Regions from separate parts of the Hordeum vulgare genome. Here region 1 is linked to region 2. A link is a contact called in public Hi-C data. All regions are on one chromosome and are shown on one strand. The core of a region is the stretch at or near the end of the contact, and the rest is flanking DNA. Distances in the headings are between cores, read along the strand shown. Region 1 holds the start of LOC123425571 (5-formyltetrahydrofolate cyclo-ligase, mitochondrial). Region 2 holds the start of LOC123425569 (protein BZR1 homolog 1).

Region 1 (3,875 bases), core at 879-3,378, 480 kb after region 2:
GGAGTTGTACAGAGCTAGAACACAAAGAAAAGATCGATGCCAAGTGAGGTTTGCACAGAGTTTTACACTTAACTAAAAGGCAGAAAGTAAGGTCAGATATCCAATCCCATTAATCCTGGATTTTCTACAAGATTCACATTGATGTGCATTAGTTCTAAATCCACATACCACAGCCTGGGCGAAAACCACAAGCTTATAGATTTCAGATGGTCTACTGATTGACAAGCATTGATTTGTTTGCTAGACCAAGAGCTTTTATGTGTGTGGATCACCCTAGCCAGGAGTTTCTGCATCTAAAACATACATATGATTTTCAATGCAGTAACTGTCGTTCCAACAAACAGGCTCCTCTCACACAAGAAATCAGAAGGCATTAAAATCTCAGCATTATTGAACTGCATTATGGAAAACATGTCTGTGAAGAAAAAATTACTAATGGCATTTAGTGCTTCTAAATCATGATATTATTTGTTTCATAGCAGACTACATGAATCAGATTTTAGCTGGCACTGAAAGTTTGAAATGGAACAATTTCATAGTTGGATAAAGATGTCACTGCACATCGACAGACTTTTTTTTCTTGTGCTAGATGTACATAATATAAGGCATTATATATCATGATAGGATAACGTGTAGTCCTACCCTCCACCACGTCCTAGTCTTCGGCCAGTTCTGTCAAAAGCTTGTCCTGCATGAATAACAAATATTATCCAATTGAATTTCTAATGTCAAGCATGAGTGACCTCAAGAAAGATAAATGAAAGAAATGAATGTGGCAAACGATGAAGAGCTTACCAGGCAATACAAAAAGATCAACAGGGGATGAGGCTGACAACACTGTAAGGATTAAAAGTGGCTCAGTTGTAACACATAAATCAACTGTCGTTACAGATGAAATGGCTTAATAAATAAAATAGGGGAAAGTTTCCACATGGAAATAAACTTCATACCATCTTCACGAGCATTCCCACTAGCATCCAATGGTGACGGTTCCAGAATGTTCATCGAATTTTTAACTAAATCATCCATGGCCGTGATTTTGAACATCCGCATATTGCGGTTTTTATCTTCCACTCGAGGAACATAGATATCCTTTGCTTGTCCATCATGTTCTTAAAACCAAACAATTCGTTAGAGACAGGAAATAACACAGAGCATATTTGTATACAAGACCCAGTTGACTCACCAGAATCTGGGGATAGAGCTTCTGCTATTATTTTTGATGTGTCAACTTCTCGTAATTGCGCACAGCTTATATAGGCACACAAACGTTTGCTTGCTTTGAACCAAGAAGAGTTCAAAATATTGTTTTGAATAGCCAGATCTGGAAAAACGAGTTTCGTACTAGTAGTTAGTAAATACATCAACAAAATTAACTATGTTATAACACAGAAGCATACTACACTAGCCCTAATCTCACATGAGGTCTCCAAAGATTTAAAAGATAATTAGCGCAACATAAATCCACTTTGTTATGGTAATAGAAGTGCAAATGTAAGTACAACAATCTTTGTTTCTCTCGGCATCATTGAAATCTACTTCAATGCCAGTAGAGCCTTTTAGACCCTAACACTTGTCATCAGATCAACATACCCCTCGGCAAACGCTTTAATGCTAAGTACTGGAGAAATCGACCTGTTGCTTGTTAAGAATTTCACAACTCTTTTCTGTCCCGCACTAACACTACAAGCTAGCTCGATCCGCAAAAAAAGCTAGCGAGGGGCAGCAGGCGCAAAGATCAGCTCTAGTAGGCAAATCGACGAGCAGCTTGTGGGCAACGCTGTTCCGAGCCAGGCGGGGAGGAGCGAGTGACCTTCGCTGGCGCGCTGATCGGGGGAGAGGGCCTTGAGCGCCCTGCGCACGTCGGACCGCACCGCGCGCTTCTGGTCCGCGACCGCCTGCTGCGCGGCCGTCGACATGGCGGCGAGGGGTGCTGAGGCCGACGCGGCAACTCGCAGCCGCGGGGGAGGGAGCGGAAGGAGGCAACGGGGCCGGTAGGTGAGGGTGGGGGCGGCGCGGGGCAGGTGGAGGAAGCGCACCATCAGCGAGGACACTGCATTTTTTATCATCCCCGCCTCCTCGTGCCGTCGTCCCGCGGTGTCCCACGCTCACTGCGCGGCCATCTCTCTACCGCTGCCGGTTTTTTTGTTTTTTTTTTTGAGGTGACTCTACGCTGCCGCTAGATTCCGCGGCCATGGGCGTGCGGTCGGGGCGGGCCGCCCGCTGCAGGAGCTCATATAACACGCGGCGACTCTTGTCCTGTTTGGAACCATATACTCCATAAATTATGATAATCTAAATTATAAAAATACATTATACAATTTAATTTATAAAAATAATTTAGATGGACATGTTTGAAGATCAGATTATATAAACTGTAATCCAAGCTTTACATTGCATAATAACCTGTCCGTCCTCTTTTTTTTTTAAAAAAAAGAGGAGGCTCGCGGTGGTACAAAATGTAATTATCTCTAACTTTACAAAAATAATGGATCATTAGCAATCCATAATCTTATTTTAACTGGGGTAGAGTAGATTGTGAGTTTTTAATAATCTGTCTTTCTATTTTTTATAATCTACACCATAATATGTCATGTTTGGACATAGAATAAATTACAAAAACTAGATTATATAATCTAAGTGGTTCTAAACAAGACCTATGACCCTGTTTGGAACCATAATAGATTATGATAATCTGAATTATGAATATATATTATATAATCTGATTTATAAAAATAATCCAGGTGTGCATGTTTGGAGGCCAGATTATATAAACTGTAAACCAGCTTTTAAATTGTACAATGACATGTTTGTCCTCTGTTTACAAGGAAAAATAGGAAAGTGGCGGTGGCACTGCGTAATTCTCTTGAAGTTTACAAGGGTAACACGTCATTTGTAATCCATAATCTCATTTTAGCTGGGATAGAGCAGATTATGAGATTATAATAATCTGGTCATCTAGTTTATAAAATCTACAATATAAACTGTCATGTTTAAAAATACAATAGATTATAAAAAACAGATTATATAATCTGGATGGTTTCAAACAGGGTCTATATCTTGCTTTAAGCAAGTAGCTAGAAAGTCTCGCTCAAAGTTTTACCGTAATTGAACCGGACCATTCGCACTCGCACAGTTAATGGAAAAAAAAAAGACTAAATTTTTTTAATGAAAAAGAGCACATGAAAGTGGAAAAGCAGCAATCAATCCCTAATCTCCATGGAGATTGCGGGCACTGCTAGCCACTCCGTCCAACTCCCCCCTACATGAGGTGATTCGATCCTGTTTTCTTTTTTTTACTTTTTTTATTCTTTTATTCTTTTTTTTTCCTTTATCATTCCTTTTTTGCATTTTTCTTAGAAATTAATTTTTTAATATCTTTTTTCTTTCACTTATATGTTTCCTTTTCGGTTTTCCATGTACTTCTGGATTTTATTCTATATTTATGGTATATGTCAACAAAATAAAATTAATACACACCTAAATTTTTTAAATATAAATTTAACATTTTTCTAAAATATAGTCGATATTTTTATTAAACGTATTGCTAAACAAAATATATAATCCAATATTTACATTTTTTTGTAATACATGGAAAACATTTTATACATAATTTAAAAAAAATTACATTTTTAAATACTAGATCCACATTCTTTATGAAATGCTTGATTAGAATATTTATATGCATGATCACAAATCTCCATCATTTTAAATAGAGGGTAAATATTTTTATATACACCTTTAACATTTTTCAAATGGATGGCTACCATTTTTGAAATAATTGTTAGATATTCTTTTCAGATGCTTGATTAACACTTATATATACATGATCAGATGTTTTCATCATTTCTTAACACATGGTCAACATTTTTTCT
Region 2 (3,606 bases), core at 1,092-3,591:
TGTTTTTCCCTTTCCACGAAGGCAAAACCGTGCCTCTCGCGGAAAAAAGAGAGCAGAAAACGCATTTTCCTCCTTTTCGGAAGAGGCACGGGCGTGCCTCTCATGAAGGCGCCTTTCGCGGAAGCAAAACCACGCCTTTTTAAAAACATTTTTTTTCCTTTCGGGAGAGGCACGGGCCTGCCTCTCGGCAAAAAAAAATGCGTTTTTTTCCTTTTTAAAAGGCACGGGGTACCTCTTGCGAAGGCAAAAATATGCCTTTCGCGAAAGTAAAAGCGTGCCTCTCGCAAAAAAACAGAAAACGCGTTTTTCTCTTTTCGATAGGCACGGTCGTGCCTCTCGCGAAAGCAAAATCGTGCCCTCGCAAAAAAAAAAACAACAACAGAAAACATGTTTTTCCACGTAAAAAACAGGAAACACGTTTTTTCATGGAATTTTTATTTTTATTTTTTTCGTCCAAAAAGTTACAAAAGACCGGTGAAAAACGTAACACCAAAAAAATCATTCAACAAAGCGAAAACGCGTGCGAAAAAAAAGTAAAATAAAAAAAATGCTCAAAACGCAAGACATGACGACGACTGGAAACGTATCAAATGACGACACGCGGGAGCGATCGTCGGAAGGCTTCCGAGAAAGCGCTCGTTAATTAGCTGCTCCTGCAAATACCCGAACATTTTTCAGAGATGGAGCACGGGAGCCCAATATAAGCCCGGATGCTTCAAATACTGTTCGAAGGCGTTGGTGGGCTGCTATCCCACCTTCGAAATAGGTGCACAACGCGTAAACCTCTCGGTCAAACCTCCACCAGAACGGCGACCCGGCAGATGGTCCCGCGTCTGCAGCCGAATTATCCATTCGGCTCTCTGTCACCGACCGTCAGACTGTACAAAACAATTGTATTACGGCCAAGGACGCCGTGGCGGCATAAACAAGTGGTGGCGCGTAGGCGCATGCAGGCATTCGTACGTAGTAGGAGTGTACGTTAGGCAGTACTATAGTAAATCAACGAGGTTTAGGTGTCAAAGCAACAAAACTTACAGTAGAGAGCGCGTCCTTCCACTTGGCACTGGCATCGCCGTCGATCCAGGCCCCGTTAAAGTATAAATATACTCGAAGGTGTAGATTTTGGCCCGTGGCTAACTAGTTAATCGCGGCATACTGTACGTACGTACAGTGCATTTCCCCGTCTCCGAGCAGAAAATGATTGGTGTGAACGGACGGCATTCCAAGACGGCGGCGTTGGGGGCTACAACTCCACGCGCGAGGGTGGGGCCGAGCATTTTTCTTTTTCTCGGAGAGAATGGCCCGAACATGTTAGGTGGAGTTTCTTGCACGGAGAAGTTTGCGCATGTTCTTACGGCTCGTTTGGTTAAGGGGGATTTGGAAGGTTTTGAGAGGTGGATTTCAGTGGAATGGGTGAATCCCTTTGTTCCATCCAATCCTCTTAAAAATTCCGGGTCTTTGCTTCTACTAGTCCTCCGAGAAGGGTTTTAAAATACATGAATAGAAAGGGATTGAAGGGGAACGGAGGGATTGTGCTAAGCAAACCCCTCTTACCAAATGGGCGCCCGAGGATCTGTGGAGTTTCTGGCCCTGTCGGAGATTTTTCTCTCAAAACTTCCCCAATCTCCCTTAACCAAAGCAGGCCTTAATCTCCCTTAACCAAAGCAGGCCTTAGGCCTCGTTTGGTTAAGGGGGATTGGGGAGGTTTTGAGAGGAAAATCTCCGGAGGGTTCAGAAACCCCACAGATCCTCGGACGTCCATTTGGTAGGAGGGGTTTGCTTAGGCGAATCCCCTCCGTTCCCCTTCAATCCCTTTCTATTTATGTGTTTCAAAATCCTCTTTGGAGGACTAGTGAAAACAAAATCCCAGAAATTTGAGAGGATTGGGTGGAATAAAGAGATTCAACCAATCCCTTAAAATCCTTCCATCTTAAAACCTTCCAATCCCCTTAACCAAACGAGGCCTATGGGATAGTATTTGGTAAATCTGCCAAGCCACACACACAGCCCTTGGTCGATCGACGGCATTTTACAAACCGACTTTCTACGCACGCACTTTGCACCCCTAGATACTCCTCGTTGGTTGTGTACGTACCGAAATCTAGACTACACCGGCCGTAAAATTCGTCGGGCAAATCCCAATGCACCGGGCACAGGCACAGGCACAGGCACGCAGAGCACCACTCGCACTCACGTCAAAGAAAGAGCGTACGTAGTTCACACTCACCGTCCTCAAAAGCCGTGCCCGCCAAGATGGAGAGGGAGAGGTAGGCCCGGCCCGTCCCGGACATCACCAGTAGAAAATCTGGCTAATCCAGTCGCAATAAAGCAGGGGTCGCCGTACCCTCCTCGTGAGCCAGCCCAGACGACCCCACACGAGAGAGAGAGAGAGCTCAGCTCAGCTCAGCTCATCACACACCACGCCACTCCACGCCGCAGCAGCTCCCTCCCTCCCTCACTGTAGCGCCCCACCTCACCATTAAAGAAACGAGCTAGGCCAAGTGGAGAGAGAAGGGAAGGGACCGGACGGAGAAAGAGCAGAGCAGAGCAGCGCGGACGGAGCAGGGGAGCTAGCGGGCTAGCATGACGTCGGGGGCTGCCCGGGCGGCGGCGGCGGCGGCGGCGGCTGCGGAGGCGGACGCCGGGCTGGGGCGGACGCCGACGTGGAAGGAGCGGGAGAACAACAAGCGGCGCGAGCGGCGGCGCCGGGCCATCGCCGCCAAGATCTTCACCGGCCTCCGCGCGCTCGGCAACTACAAGCTCCCCAAGCACTGCGACAACAACGAGGTGCTCAAGGAGCTCTGCCGCGAGGCCGGATGGGTAGTGGAGGACGACGGCACCACCTACCGCAAGGTCAGACCGAGTTAGACCTCGTTTCTTGGTCTCGGCTCTCGAGATCGAGATCGCCCTCACCCCCATGTTTCTTCCCTCCCTCCGTTTCCTGGATCTAGCTGGGCTTGCTTTTGCTTGGATGTGTAGATCTGATTGTGTGGTTCGATTCGTGGCAGGGATACAAGCCGCCGTCGTCCGGGCCGTTCGGTGGGGTCTCGTCGGCGGGCATGAGCCCCTGCTCGTCCTCGCAGCTGCTCAGCGCGCCGTCGTCGTCGTTCCCGAGCCCGGTGCCTTCCTACCACGCCAGCCCGGCCTCGTCGAGCTTCCCGAGCCCCACGCGCCTCGACAACCCGAGCCCCGCCTGCCTCCTCCCGTTCCTCCGTGGCCTCCCCAACCTGCCCCCGCTCCGGGTCTCCAACAGCGCGCCAGTGACGCCGCCGCTCTCGTCGCCGACGGCGTCGCGCCCGCCCAAGATCCTGAAGCCCGACTGGGAGGTCGACCCGTTCCGGCACCCGTTCTTCGCCCTCTCCGCGCCGGCGAGCCCCACCCGTGGCCGCCGGCACGAGCATCCGGACACGATACCGGAGTGCGACGAGTCGGACGTCTCCACGGTGGACTCTGGCCGGTGGATCAGCTTCCAGATGGCCACGACGGCGCCGACGTCCCCCGCGTACAACCTCGTCAACCTAGGCGCCTCCAGCTCAAACTCCATGGAGATGGAGGGAATGGCGGGGGAGAGGGGCCGAGGCGGCCCGGAATTCGAGTTCGACAAGG

What was found. A called contact is a pair of places that touch in the nucleus more often than the background predicts.
Region 1: a contact with region 2 is called in a Hi-C map of seedling, with 3 times the contacts expected there. The contact joins the promoter of LOC123425571 here to the promoter of LOC123425569 in region 2. A contact is called at or near these places in 2 of 6 Hi-C or Micro-C datasets (leaf and seedling).

Annotation. Positions count from the first base shown.
Region 1 is chr2H:141,194,165-141,198,039 of MorexV3_pseudomolecules_assembly, forward strand. It overlaps LOC123425571 (5-formyltetrahydrofolate cyclo-ligase, mitochondrial), which reads right to left and starts at 2,129. Exons shown (of 7, transcript XM_045109262.1): 1 at 1,814-2,129; 2 at 1,187-1,324; 3 at 951-1,112; 4 at 796-837; 5 at 643-688. The coding sequence starts at 2,069.
Region 2 is chr2H:140,718,119-140,721,724 of MorexV3_pseudomolecules_assembly, forward strand. LOC123425569 (protein BZR1 homolog 1) reads left to right here and starts at 2,342. Exons shown (of 2, transcript XM_045109260.1): 1 at 2,342-2,853; 2 at 3,009-3,606. The coding sequence starts at 2,584.